2 separate regions of the Muntiacus reevesi genome follow, and region 2 is linked to region 1. A link is a contact called in public Hi-C data. All regions are on one chromosome and are shown on one strand. The core of a region is the stretch at or near the end of the contact, and the rest is flanking DNA. Distances in the headings are between cores, read along the strand shown.

The links. A called contact is a pair of places that touch in the nucleus more often than the background predicts.
Region 2: a Hi-C map of blood shows a contact between it and region 1, with 2.7 times the contacts expected there. The contact joins the promoter of OTUD6B here to the promoter of TMEM64 in region 1. A contact is called at or near these places in 2 of 3 Hi-C or Micro-C datasets (blood and muscle).

Annotation. Positions count from the first base shown.
Region 1 is chr12:8,006,590-8,010,239 of mMunRee1.1, reverse strand. TMEM64 (transmembrane protein 64) reads left to right here and starts at 1,833. Exons shown (of 3, transcript XM_065903107.1): 1 at 1,833-2,870. The coding sequence starts at 2,073.
Region 2 is chr12:8,175,616-8,179,265 of mMunRee1.1, reverse strand. It overlaps OTUD6B (OTU deubiquitinase 6B), which reads right to left and starts at 1,786. Exons shown (of 7, transcript XM_065902501.1): 1 at 1,690-1,786; 2 at 911-1,062. The coding sequence starts at 1,771. It overlaps LOC136144872 (a long non-coding RNA gene), which reads left to right and starts at 2,063. Exons shown (of 2, transcript XR_010658651.1): 1 at 2,063-2,158; 2 at 2,266-2,566.

The DNA of each region.
Region 1 (3,650 bases), core at 584-3,083:
AGCTTTGACTCTTTCTCTCTCCTAACACCCGATTGGTGGCCAAGCCTATAGCTTCTAATTTATCCCCATCCTACTAACTTCATGACCATTACTTTAGTCCTTAATGGATTCTTGCCCAAACATTTCTGTTAGCCTCCTGTCTGGCTTTCTTATCCTCCCCTGTAAACTGTATCTTATTCATTCAGAAAAACTTATAAAGAGTGCTTGCTGTTTCTTTACTTATTAAGATTAAATAAGTTGTGGGCCCACGTTAAAGAAATTCAGTCTAGAGGGAAACAGTGATGCAAACAAAAAATCTCAACATAATGGACAAATATGATAATAACTAAGTAGAAAGAAGAGTGAGAATGGGAACGAAACGACAAACTGGGTGTGACTGGGTGATGGGAAGGTAGTGTTGGAAGTTTCTAGAGAGGAAGTAAAACTATAGCTAAACAAGGGAGCTGCTCCTCCACGTGAACTACAGGAATTAAAAAAGGTGAAGCAGCTTGTGCCTGATATCTTTGAAATACTCAGATCTGACTCTAGCCAAACCCACATGGCTTGAGAGGAATGACATGAATGAGAAAGCAGGTATCTAATCAGTAGGGTCTCAAAGTGTCCTGGTGGCTGTTTGGCTGGTAATTGGGTGGAAGGTCGTCCACTGAGACAAGAAACTCAAAAGAAAGAGTAAATCTATGGGGAACAACACTTCTAAACCATGAGATACCTTCTCATGGCTGAATACTGATTCCAAGCACAGTGCCAAGTATCTTCATTATTTTATTTAACCCTCACAACAGTTTTATGAGGTAAAATTGTACTATCATCTTCATTTTGCAGTTTAAAAACAAATACTGAGATTCAGGGGTTAATGATGTGACCAGTTACTAGGTCCTTTTTGCACCAGAGCTAGGCTGAGTTTGAGGTACCTACAGAAATTCCATCTGGGTGTGTCCACAGGCTGGAGTGCAAGGGAGGGACAGGGAGAGACAGACTTGGGGGTTATCAGCGTATAACCCCCAAGTGGGATCAAATCTATGAACTCAGATGAGAGGGCTCGGCGAGCTCTAAATAGGGAGAAGGAAAGAGCACCTGAGGAACACTAACCTTAGAGTCTAGGCAAAAAGAAGAAAGGAAAGCAGCATGAGGAGGAGTCATCTGGTACGGTTAATCCTTAAGAATGTTCTTCGGTGTATCTTTTCGAGAAGTTGCTAGCCCAGGTGTCTGGCACTTCATAAAAGGCTTCTGGGGTCAGAAGTGGCATTCTGTCGAGGTTGGGCTTTTATACCTAATTCCTTAAGTTCCTTAAGCACCAAACGACGACCTGAAACGTGCACAGAGATTTCACTACCTGGGGAGGTAAAAATGAGCAAATCCTCCTTAAAGCAGATGAAGAACTCTTTTTCCTCCAATATCACCACAATAGCTGTGGATATAAACGATCAGAGGTTACTGCAGAAACAGCCAACAGTATTGGGCGAGAATCCAAGCGGCTGGCTGACTGGGACCGGGCCCAAGAGAGAGAGCGCGCCCTGACAGGCAGGCACGCATGCGCCTCCTAGGAAGGCCGGGAAGGCCACTGCAGGGTTCCTCGCGCGTCACCCAACTCTCCACCTCACTGAAGCCCCTCTCCTTCTCTGGCGCCCTCATAGTCTCTACTGTTTCTCTCCTCCCAGCGGCCCCCTCAGCGACTCAACCCTCCGTACGCCGCCGCTACCCAGCCTCCTCATTACCCTGGCGGGGGCGGAGTGCTGTCCGTCACGGGGGCGGGGCCAACGATAGCTCGCGTCAGGCCCCGCCCCCGCGCGCTGACGCCCCGCCCCGCGCTCCCGACGCCCCGCCCCCTCGGCCCCCGGAGAGGCGGGCTCCGCCTGTGTGGCGTCGGGAGTTTTCTCCCGCTTCACGGCGTCATCCTTCCGTCAGCGAGCCCTCAGGCTTTTTTCCCTGAGGCCCTCTCCTGCCCCTCGAGAGAACGCGGCGAGTCAGGCCACGCGCGCGGGGCGCCATGAAGGCCCGCCGCTTGACGAGCGCGGCCGCTGCGGCGGCGGAAGCGCAGGCCGGTTGAGGAGGGCCCGGCGCTGGGCCGAGGCATGTGGAGCGCCGGCGGCAGCCTGCTCCAGTCGCTGCCGCGGCTTCTGCAGTACACCGCCGCCCTCCCGGGCCACGCCGAGCCGCCGCCGCCGGCCGGCTGGGCCCTGCCGCGGGCGGCAGGCGGGGGGGACGGCCCGGCTGAGCGCCTGCCCCTGCGCGGGGGCGGGGCGAGCGCGGCGGCGGCGGCGGCCCCGGGGGCCCTGCTCAGCGCCTGTCTGGAGCGCCACGCTCCGCTCGACGCCTCAGATCTGCCGGGGCCGGGCGGGGCGTTAGCGGGCGGCCCGGGGGGCGGCGGCGTGGTGGTCGACGTGGCCGAGGTGAGAAGCTGGCGCTGCTGCTGCCTCGGCAGCACCTGTTGGTGCCGGAGCCTGGTGCTGGTCTGCGTGCTGGCCGCCGTGTGCTTCGCTTCCCTGGCCCTGGTCCGCCGCTACCTGCAGCACCTCCTGCTCTGGGCCGAGAGCCTCGACTCGCTGCTGGGGGTCCTGCTCTTCGTCGTGGGCTTCATCGTGGTCTCGTTCCCCTGCGGCTGGGGCTACATCGTGCTCAACGTGGCGGCCGGCTACCTGTACGGCTTCGTGCTGGGCATGGGGCTGATGGTGGTGGGCGTCCTCATTGGCACCTTCATCGCCCACGTGGTCTGCAAACGGCTGCTCACCGCCTGGGTGGCCGCCAGGATCCAGAGCAGCGAGAAGCTCAGCGCAGTCATCCGCGTCGTGGAGGGGGGCAGCGGCCTCAAAGTGGTGGCGCTGGCCAGACTCACCCCCATACCTTTCGGGCTGCAGAACGCAGTGTTCTCGGTAAGTGGCGTGCCGCTGGGCCGTTCTTTCTCCCAAGTTTTTTTTTTTGTTTTTTTGTTTTTTTTTTTTTGAGCGATCTTGGGGCGGCCCTGGGAGGGCGCTCCGTCCTGTGGAATGCCGGCAGAGGAGTGACATTAACAGCAGAAGTGGAAATTACTTTCTGACGTACCCTGAGAAATTTCAAACAGATAAAGCCAATCTGTGTCGGGCACCCTCAGTAGGAGATTTGGTAGAGAAAGAACTACTCCTTTTTTGGCATATGAGTTTGGTTAAAAATGAGCCCTCTTAATTAAGAGAGGAGAGGAGTAGAATCTATTTTAAACATTTGTCATCTTATTCTGTAGCAGCTGTCGCACCAGTCAGGGAGTAAATAAAGGCTGGCTTTCCCTCTAACCTGCCAAAATGCATCCAGTATTTTAGCTCAAGTTTATAACAGTGTGGGGCTAAAGGAAGAGTTTGGGTGAATAGAGGAGAAAGTAGACTCTATTTTGGAGTTTCCTATAATTTTTAATAGGATTTTTTTTCATCAAGTAATTTGCTTTTTTAAATGTAATAAGGGGGGAAGCCTCCTTTATAACCTTTCTTTGGAGGAACTTCATTTTAAAATAACTTGGTAGTGGGTAAAACAAAATTGGACAGGTAATTTTTTTTCCAATTGAGAATATATTTGTCTTTTTATACACCTTGTACACTTTTTTTTTGGTCTTGTATTCATGTGCTTTGCTTATTCAGTTAAGGTGTTTCTAACTAACGTACATCGCTTTGTAAATGATTGAGTAA
Region 2 (3,650 bases), core at 537-3,036, 170 kb before region 1:
GTAGATAAAATCTTGCATAGACATAAGAACTTTCTAACTATCAAAAAAGAGAGTGAGGTTAGGGAGTCTATGGTCTTTGACATCTAAAATCCATGAAATAAACTATCACTCTAGATACAAATTATAACAGAATTCAGTATTCACCTTTTGGAGTAAGACAGCTCTAATTTTGAATTCAGGCTTTGGTACTCAATGGTTGTTATAAATTTAGAGTAAAGTTTTTAATCTCTCTGAGTCTGTTTCCCATTTTAAAAATGGGATTATCTACACTTCAGAGGTAACACTGACTAGTTATTGTGAGAATTATTTGAGAAAACGAAAAATACGTTAAACTAAGTATGTGGCATACAATACATCGTGTGCAACTACAATGATCAAATAAATATTAGCTAAACTGATGACAGTTAACATGCTCCAATTCACCCACGAAACATCAGTAAATTTCTATTTAATACAACTTGCTCATAAAGCATTTCCATAACTTAAAAAATGCTTTCACATTTATTCTATTTCTTAGAAAAATCTTATGCTTAAACAGTAGCATTTGTATCATATATGTGAAGAAATTAATGCTCGAGAAGATCGAGTAAATGTGCCCAGGTTCAAATCCTATTTAATAGCAATTCTGACACTAAAAACTGGTCTTCCACTTTCTTTTGGTAAAGCTTCCTCTAGCCCATTTTATCAATCTGTTCATCTCTGGGGCATTAGACTTTCTTTGCTGACCTTCCTTAAAAAACACACTACCATGTAAATCGGATCAGAAAAACAACAATGAAAAGTGACACCTGAGCATGACTAAGCTCTCTCTTTCCCTCCAGTTTTACGATTTTATATAGTTCACTGTGTAACAGAAGTGGACAACTGCTTTCCGATGTTGTAGACAAGGAGAAACATTACTTTCACATACTTTACTCTCTTTAGAAGTCAGCTTCAACTGATCCAGCTCCTCTCTATGTTTCTGTTCCATTTCTGCTTCTAACTTAGCAACATCTTCTGTAAGTTGCTTCCTCCTCTTTTTGTCATTCCTGGGAACAGCATTCTTCATACTCTGTATTTTGGCTGAAAAGCCACCAAAATCATTACGTCAAAAACCCAGGGATTAAGAGGAAATAAGAAATAATAGCAATAAGAAGATGGTAAGAAGGAAAGGGTATAGGAAGAAAGTAATGATGAAAGCAAAAAGAGAAATTACAAAACAGACAGCTACAGAGAAGAGTCCAGATGAAGCTGAGACCCTCTCTCAAAAAAATAACAACATAACCGTGAGTTTGGTGTGGGATGAGGAAAAGGGGGGTGGGGGGTTGAAAGAGACTTAAATGTTTAAATCTTTCAACTATCCTTTCCGAGTCCTTAAAACTGAGGTGAGATATTTCAAAACGCACCCGTTAGGGCCAAGTGTCGGTCAACTAGGGCAGGAACAGCAAAGGGGGGCCTGGGTCCAAGACGGCAGCTTCCAAGGGTTTTCAAAAACCGCACCTCGGGGGTCTCGCAGGATGGGGGAACGCGGCGCATCCGAAAAGAGGAAGCTTTTGAAAGTCGAGGGGATTGAGGGGGCTTGGAGATGCAGGTCACTGGCAACCCTGAAGAAGCCTAGGATTCAGAAGTCCCTCAACGTTCCCCAGAACCGACCCGCCACGCTCCCTTCCCTGGGTCCTGGCAACTCCTGGGTTCCCACTACCCCGTCACCTTGCAGCTCCTTCTTCTCTTTGCGATGCCGTCTCACCAGCTGCTCCTCTTCATCAAGCTCCTCAGTCAAGACTGCCTCCATGACAGGTAGGGAGCCCAGCACACGCGCTGAGGAGAATCAGCGCCACGGCCTAGCACCACCTTCCACCTTTCAACCTTCACCCCGCGCGCCATTGGCCGCGACTGGCATCCAGCCCCGCCTTAAGGCGGTACCGGATCGGAAGTCAAAGGGCTGCGCGTGCGCACTCCTTTGACCCGCGCTGATGGGGCGGGGTGGCGGGGAGGAGCGCGTCGGCCGGTTGTGGGTGTGGCTCCGTCGGCTGAAGTTTGCGTGTGAGCGCTAGTCTATTGGCCCTTACTTGAGGCGTGCAGAGATGACGTAGGGGGAACCGTTTTGGACGTTTGTTTTGTTCGTTAATCGGAACATTTTTCTCTTTTGGTCCCATTGCTCAGAAAGGTTGTTCAAAAGGTAAGAAAGAAAAAACATTTCAACAAAACCTTGAATACTGTCATTGGGAATCCTTGTGTTTATTCAGTCAAACAGTAGGGAATTAAATTCTTTTTCTTATTTTCAAGGTCCTGATACTGCAGGTCCGAAGGAAAACAGCTAATTGAGAAAATGTCGCCTCTTGAAACGAATATAGCGGTGAAAACAGAAGAGATAGCAAGGATTAAGTATCATATCGCACCAGAGCTTAAAGACCTATGCTTAATGATAAAAAGTGCTGTTGTCGGAGCACTTGAAAAGTGTGAGGGAGCTGAGAGAACAGAAATGTTCAAGTCTGATGGGGCACAAAATCGAATTACTGAAGTGAACGCAAAACGAGAAATTTTCACAGCATGCAGAAAAAAAAAAAAAAAAAAAACAGAAAAAGAATTCAAGTAAAGAGAAGAAGGACCTCGATGGCCTGTGGTAAAATCTACGCATAATAGGAATACCTGAAACTGGACAAAGCAAATGAAGCTGAAACTGTAATTAAGGAATAACTGAAGAAAAATGTTCAGAGTTAAAGAAGAAACTAGATCTACAAGTAGAAAAGGCTTCCTGGGTACCATTAAGTTTTAGTAAAAAGAAAGCAGTACCTAGATATATCCTGCTAGTATTTTTAAATTGGAAGGGTAAAGAAGAAAAGTCCACAAGTATCCCAGAGAAGACAAGCCACTTATAAAGGGATGAAAGTTAGCCTGACCTCAGATTTTTCCCTTGCAACTGTAAATGCCAGAAGACAATACCTACAGTTTCTGCTCAGAGGCTCAGCCTCATCCTGCTCTTTACGACCCCATGGACTGTCAGACTCCTCTGAGCGTGGGATTCTCCCAGCAGGAATAGTGGAGTGGGGTGCCATTTTCTCCTCCAGGGGCTCTTCCCCACCCCAGGATGGAACAGGTGTCTCTTTTCCCTCATTCATTGGCAGGTGGATTCTTTACCACGTGGGAAGCCCATCTATGGTTTTAAGGGAGAATAGTTTTGAACCAAGTAGATATCCTGACAAGTTATTTCTGTACCAAGGCAATTGGAAGCATTCACAGATATGCAGAGGCTGAGAAAGTGTATCTTTTAAGTACTGCCCTTGAAAACTTTGTTAAATGATGTACTGCAGCCAACAAAAAACATGGAGTAAAATAATAGAGTAAGGCGGCAATGGTATAAAAAAATTGATGGTAAGGTTTAATTAAACAACCTTAAGTTTACAGTGTTATGTAGAATTATAAAACTAAATGCAAACGTAAATATGTGAACTGGGTCTAAAATTTCAGCTTATGTCTTTATAAGCTTAAAAGGCATGCTAAATGTTCAAAAATGTTTTGTAAAACAAAAACATACTGCTTTATTTTTAGCATGTAAAGATATTCATGTTCTTAAGTTAAACATGTAAAATAAAAGGACGTTGTCACTGGACAGAACCTGTAGAATAAAGGCATATAAATGTTAACCTGACAAAATGGGAAAACCAATAGTA